Regions from separate parts of the Hordeum vulgare genome. Here region 1 is linked to region 2. Evidence: chromatin contacts called from public Hi-C data. All regions are on one chromosome and are shown on one strand. Each heading gives the region's core, a stretch centred on a gene start, on an enhancer-like site or on the middle of the called end of the contact. The rest is flanking DNA. Distances are from core to core; before and after follow the strand shown.

What was found. Hi-C and Micro-C count contacts between places; a contact is called where the count stands out from the background.
Region 1: a contact with region 2 is called in a Hi-C map of seedling, with 7 times the contacts expected there. The contact joins the promoter of LOC123440078 here to the promoter of LOC123444062 in region 2. A contact is called at or near these places in 1 of 6 Hi-C or Micro-C datasets (seedling) and 1 of 1 datasets of contacts at active chromatin or transcription factors (embryo).

The regions. Positions count from the first base shown.
Region 1 is chr3H:420,605,221-420,608,751 of MorexV3_pseudomolecules_assembly, reverse strand. It overlaps LOC123440078 (monothiol glutaredoxin-S5-like), which reads left to right and starts at 2,208. Exons shown (of 1, transcript XM_045116663.1): 1 at 2,208-3,099. The coding sequence starts at 2,313. The coding sequence ends at 2,732.
Region 2 is chr3H:420,207,590-420,210,693 of MorexV3_pseudomolecules_assembly, reverse strand. It overlaps LOC123444062 (splicing factor U2af small subunit B-like), which reads left to right and starts at 1,534. Exons shown (of 2, transcript XM_045120668.1): 1 at 1,534-1,687.

The DNA.
Region 1 (3,531 bases), core at 959-3,458, 400 kb before region 2:
CAACACGATGCGTGCCTTGCTGCCCCTTCTGTCACTGGGAAAGGTCACCGCACAGTATGAACCCAAAACCAAGCACTTCTCCCATTGCAAGAATCATAGATCTAGTTGGCCAAACAAAACACAAGACTCGGAGAGACTTACATGGATATCAAATCATGCATATAAGAAATCAGCAAAGACTCAAATATAATTCATAGATAATCTGATCACAAATCCACAATTCATCGGATCTCGACAAACACACCGCCAAAGAGGATTACATTGGATAGATCTCCATGAAGATCATGGAGAACTTTGTATTGAAGTTCCAAGAGAGAGAAGAAGCCATCTAGCTACTAACTACGGACCCGTAGGTCTGAAGTGGACTACTCACGAGTCATTGGAGAGGCAATGATGTTGATGTAGAAGCCCTCCAACTCCAAAGTCCCCTCCGGCAGGGCACCGGGAAGGGTCTCCATATGAGATCTCGCAGAAACAGAAGCTTGCGGCGGCGGAAAAGTGGTTTCGTGGACGCCCTTATTTTTTCTGGGATTTTAGGGAATAAATAGGCCAAAGAGCTAGGGTAGGGGAGCTCGAGGGGGGCACAAGCTTGGTAGCCGCGGGCCCCCTGTGGGCCTCCTGCCTTGGCCCTCAAGTCCCCAGATCTTCTTCTGTTATGGAAAAATTCATTTCGAGGATTTTATCCCGTTTGGACTCCGTTCCAAAATCAGATTTGAAAAGAGTCAAAAACACAGAAAAAACAGGAATTGGCACTTGGCACTGAATTAATAAGTTAGTCCCAAAAAAAGATATAAAAGGTATATAAAACATCCAAAGTTGACAAGGTAACAACATGAAACCATCAAAATTTATAGATACGTTTGAGACGTATCAGCCCCCGACCAAGAAGCCGCCTCGCCGCCTGACCCGATCCTCACCAGCGCGGCCTACTCGTCGGACACCGGCAGGGCAGCTAGCTGGTCCGTGCGGGCCACGACTCCCTTCGCTGGCCGTCTTCTTTATCGATCCCCGCAAGCTGTTCGACAGTTTGCCAAGGTACAGAAAAATGGACACCGCCGACGAGTTCTTTTTTCACAATTTCCTTTTCGACTCCGACGATTCGTCGTCCGATGACGAGGAGGAGATGTTGGCTGCCGTGTTGCTCCATCACCACCTCAACAGCCATCGGCCGTTGTTCCGTGGCTCCATTCCCGGCCACCTTCCGGCGTTGAATCGCAACCGAGAGAGCGGGCATTTCCTTCTTTGGAAGGACTATTCTGATACAACAAACCCGTTGTTCAAACATCAACAATTCCGCTGCCGTTTCCGTATGAGTAGGCATGTTTTCAACCGTATTAGAGAGGGAGTGGTCGGCTATGATGACTGTTTGTGTGATCGTGCATAATATGATCGTAGAAGACGAGCGTCCGGAATGTCTGTACAATCAAGGGTTTGAGTTTCAGGGTGAGAATGTTGTGCCTGAGCTTGGAGGAGCGACAACGTTTGAACAGTTCATTCAATTTCATCAAGACATGCGTGATTGGGAAACTCACGTGCAACTGCAAAATGATTTGATTGAGCATATATGGGTTCATGTTGGCAACCAATAGATTTATCTTCTTTTATTCGTTAGCAAAACTATGTACGAACTATGTGAGACATTTCTATTTTTATTCGGCTTGTAATAACTATGCTATATTCGATTCAAACTATGAAAATAATGCAAAATAGGGCGGCCAGCCAACCACGCCGACATATATGGGCCGGTGGGTTGGGCGTTACCAACCCATATCTAAAACATGGCGGACGTTGGACGGACGGTCGACTTAAATGGACAAAAGACGAACGAAATCGATGTCCGTTTGAATCGGTCCGTTGAAGTTGCTCTAAAAAAGAGCAAGATGCGTTAGCAACTCTTAATTAATTTTGAGAACATGTGTGATCCTATGCTAGAATCGGGCCACATCAACCCATGATCTGACTTGCAACTGCAACGCCGCCGTCCGCGTCGCAGCAGCTGTCGTCACGGATCCGGCGCCCCCGACAGCGGCTGACGCCCTCCACGTCACTCCCCGCGACAACTCGTGTGCAGTCCCCGCGGAAAGCTCCCCCGCGTCTCGCGGGTCCCACGTACCGCCACCCTCGCGCTGTCGTCACCTTCCCACCTCACCTCCCTCTCCGCTGTATTATATATGGGGCCCCTTCACCTCCCCCAGCCATTACACCAACGCCCAACCATCACACACCTCCACGAACCACACACCCGCGCGAGAGAGGGAAGGCCAACAGAGCGTCCAAGCCAGCGCGCCACGTAGCTATCGTTGCGGTGAGCAATGTACCAGGCCATCCCCTACAGCAGCAGCCGGCCCTGGACGACCCGCCCGTCGCCGCCGTCTGCCATGGCGGAGGCGGCCGTCAAGACGGAGACCGCGGAGGCGGCGGCGTCCCGGGAGGACGCGGCGGGGGTTGAGAGGGCGGTGTCGGAGAGCCCGGTCGTGGTCGTGGGGAGGCGGGCCTGCTGCCTCACCCACGTCGTGAAGCGGCTGCTCCAGGGCCTCGGGGTCAACCCCGCCGTGCATGAGGTCGCCGACGAGGCGGCGCTCGCCGGGGTCGTGCCGGACGGCGGGGAGGCCGCGCTCCCGGCGGTCTTCGTCGGGGGGAAGCTCCTCGGCGGCCTCGATCGCCTCATGGCCGTCCACATCTCCGGCGAGCTGGTGCCCATCCTCAAGAAGGCCGGTGCCCTCTGGCTCTGATCATCAGATCCTTTCCTTCCCCTCCCCTCCTTAGTTATTCTTTCGTCAGAAGAAGACGGTGCCGCGGTTTAATCCTGGCCGTTGGATCGAATTCTACGCCGCGGCGGGCTCATTCTAGGATTTTGGGTTTCTTTAATGGCGTGCTAAAAAATATCTCAACAAATATAACTATATGTGAGAGAAAAAGAAGGATCAGACAGCTAGCTGTACTGATTTTCGTAATTTATTTCGTAACGTTTGGCTGGCTCCGTCATCCCGTGACGAGCATGTGTGAATACGGAAGAAGAGCGTGCGCGGCATTGCAGCGTCTGTACAGTTTGTCGTTTCGATTTCTGAGTTAATGAGAATCAGATGCTTCTTACGGAAATCTTCACCCGTGGCCTGCAATTTCATTGTCTCCCTGATTTTAGTTACTAATAAGTTAGGCGTCTAGTTTTCGTTCGTGCACGGACGCGTGATTGAAGTCATGGTTGGTTGTTGAGAAGATTTAGGTCGATGTTACTACTGCATACAGGTGGCATGGCTCACCTATGTCAATAGGGTATTCATGTCATGTGTACAGTACAGCTCCTGATTCCATTACAACTAGCCTAATAAATCACCTATCAACCAACGATCAGTCGTCGTTTGGTTGCTTGTTTCTAGTTAACAGTCTTTTACTTGCATGCATCCTACTCCTATATTGCTCTCTAGGAAGGAGTAGGAAGTTGTAGGGAGTTGCATCATCATCAACTAGTCTTGGACTCGTCATCATAGTGCCAGGAGACGAGAAGCGGAGCAACTTTGGAAAACTAACGGG
Region 2 (3,104 bases), core at 285-2,784:
AAAATGTTTGTTTATTAAAATAATACTGTATGTTTGTGAAAACAAAAGTTTGAAATGCTTGTGCTCCGAAATTTGTAATTTTCTAAAAAAATGTACTTTTCTAAAAAAATAGAATATCAAAATATGCTCGCATTATCAACAATAGTTCATTGATTTTAAAACATGTTCATATTTGAAAAATTGTTCATAAAATGTCCATTTTCAGAAGTTCAGAAAATGTGCACCTTAAAGAAGTTGATCATTTTTCAAACTTTGTTCGGTATGTTGTTCTTCAAAATGTTCACAACTTTTTGAAAAATTGTTCGGAATTTCAGAATTGTACATTTTTAAAAAACTCGTTCACAAATCTATAATTTTTTTTGGAAACTTAGAAAATGTCTGCATGTCAAAATTGAAAAAATGTTACCAAATTTCAGAAAATATTCTTGTTTACAAATTTTGTTCACAAATTTCATAAAAAACAGAGTTTCAAAATTTGTTCACTTTGTTTCAGAAAATGTTTGATAATTCAAAAAAGTTCACAAATTTTTTTAAATGCTCATATTTCAGAATTTTTTTCATTTCTAAAGAACATTTTTTCACAAATTTGGAAACTATCAGTATTTTAAAGTTTTGTTCGGAAGTTTTTTAATATGTTCATGTTTCAAACTTTTATTCTGGAATTTCAAAAAATATTCCTGTTTCAAAACAATTGGTCATTATTTGCAAAAAAATGTTCCTTTTTTTAAATGTTTCTGTTTTTAAAAAACAGTTGTTCGCAAATTTTTTAAACAAGGTCATTTTTGAAATAACTGAACAAACTTGCAAATTTGTCAACAAAATGCGTTTTTTTTGGAATTTTTAAATTCTTTGAAAAGAGGGGAAGAAAATTTAAATTCTAAACTTCTTTGAATTTCGAACAAAAGTTGAAAACTGGAAAATTTTATGGAAAAAATTAACAAGTTTGAAACAAATGCAGAGTGAACAGTCTACAAGTTTATGAACATTGGTACAAAAATGATAAATAAACTTGGAAAATAAGAAGGAAAAAGAAAAAAAATAGAAACAAAAATGTAAAATAAAAATTAAAAGTGGAAAAGAAACAGAGAAATTAAGAGGGAAAAATGTTTGGGAACTTTCCGGAAGGTTCCCAAAACCAAAGAAAACCGGCATAAAATTCCAGAAGGTTCGCAAAACCGGAATTGTAAGTCATGCGAACAGTGGTAAATGGGCCGGCCCATGGGGTCGCATTTCTGTGCGATTGATGGAGCGTTGCCTGTGTGTTGCGGCCACAATTTGCGGCAATGAGCTGTTCTCAAAAAAAGAAATTGCCGCATCGAGCAGCAAATAGGACGTTTATACCAGGTCGGGCTTTATTTCGTCGTGTGGGCAGAATCACCGCATCGAAGCCCATAGAAGTTTTGCCTTTTAAATCCAATCCAAATCGACAGTCCGACCCGTCACCAGAGTCGGGCCGGTCCAGGATTCTCTCCACGCAGCAGCAGAGGCATACCTCGAATAAACCAGGCCGGTCCTGGACTCTCCACGCAGCACCGGCCAGGACTCTCGACGCAGCGTGGGCGGTATATAGGGACGGGACGCCTCATCGCGCCGCCACAAACTCCGTTCGCTCGTCCCCTCCACCCTCTCTCTCTCGTCGGTGCGAGCGCAGCTGTCGACGACCCTCCTCCGACTCGTCGCTTCACAGGTGCGCGTCCCCCCACCCCCCCTCCAAAACCCTAACCCTTCTCCCCTCGCTTTACCAGATCTCGACGCCACCTCTTTTCGATTCGACCCCGCGAATCGGCCGATTCGTACACTCGATTTTGGATTCGGGGAAGTAGGAAAAATAACAGATCCGTGTAGAGGACTCTGTCACAGCCATAATATTGCTACTGAATCGGCCCGACCTCGCGGATTTGCGTGTGGAACAACCCCTCTTTGAATTGTCATCTCGGTGTAGGCCCTCGTTTTGGGTATGTTTTTTTTTTCGCGAATACGCAAAGATTACCTATCATTGCATCGATAGGAGAGTTGAAAAAGTACAGTTTTCGGTTACAAGAGCCACGCCTACGCAGGTCGGCGCGGGCCCAAAGAACTGGAGCAGTGAGAGGTTGGGGCTGCTCCTCCCCAATACATCAAAAGAGTTCTATCTCTCAGAAATCATGATTGCCAAGCCGTTGGCGCCTGCGCTAGCCCATACATCAAAAGAGTTTTGGGTATGTAGCTGGGGGTATAATAACACGTTCGCGTCTGGGGGTACAAAAATCGCGGGCGGAACCACCCCTTAGGGCCTGATTGGATTGTCGTTTTCCACACTTCTACACCTGTAAAAGATACAGACCTCAATCGGTCGTTTTCATTTCCGGTTGAAAATCACACATGGCTGGTGATATACACTTGTAGAAGTAATACGGGTGTATAAATTTACCCCTATTCCAAGCGGGGCTTTATCAACTTTCTTTTCTTTGCAACACAGAAATTCAATTGTTGGACATGAAACTGGTATGTATCAATTGTGTTGCTAGTGATAACAACCATAATTTTGTTTTACACACAAACCTTGCCCAGTAGGTCTAGCTGTCTGGGGGTGTCGCTTCTTTTTTCCTAGCCAGCTCTCTCTGTAGGAGAGATATATGTTGCACCATGGTGCTGTAAGAGATAACTTCTCAATCACATAATAATTAAAAGGAAGAAGCTTGCAAAGTTTCAAATAATTCTCTGAGAATCCAATTACTGGACCAATCTTGTAGCTGGTTTTATATATGTGGCACTTAATAGCTGTGACAGTCTGTGAAATGCGACTCTGGAATTTTCACCAAGCATGACAGCAAATTATGTTATTTTCTTTCTCCTTTGTGTGTTAAGCATATATACTTTGCTGTAATTATACATATCAAGTGCTCCACATCTTTGTACTATACTATTCTGGATACTAGTATATTTCCTGGAACTTTTTCCCCGATTTAATGATCTAAAATGGTGTGCAGATTAGGTTTTTAAATGGACGAAATAGAATTCTTTTTGGACGGATATAGCATGGCCTACCTGAGAAGGAAGTATCCATGTGCGACACAAAAAGTTGCTTTGTTTGTGCCTTTTTGGTTTTGTGGGCTCTTTTGCAG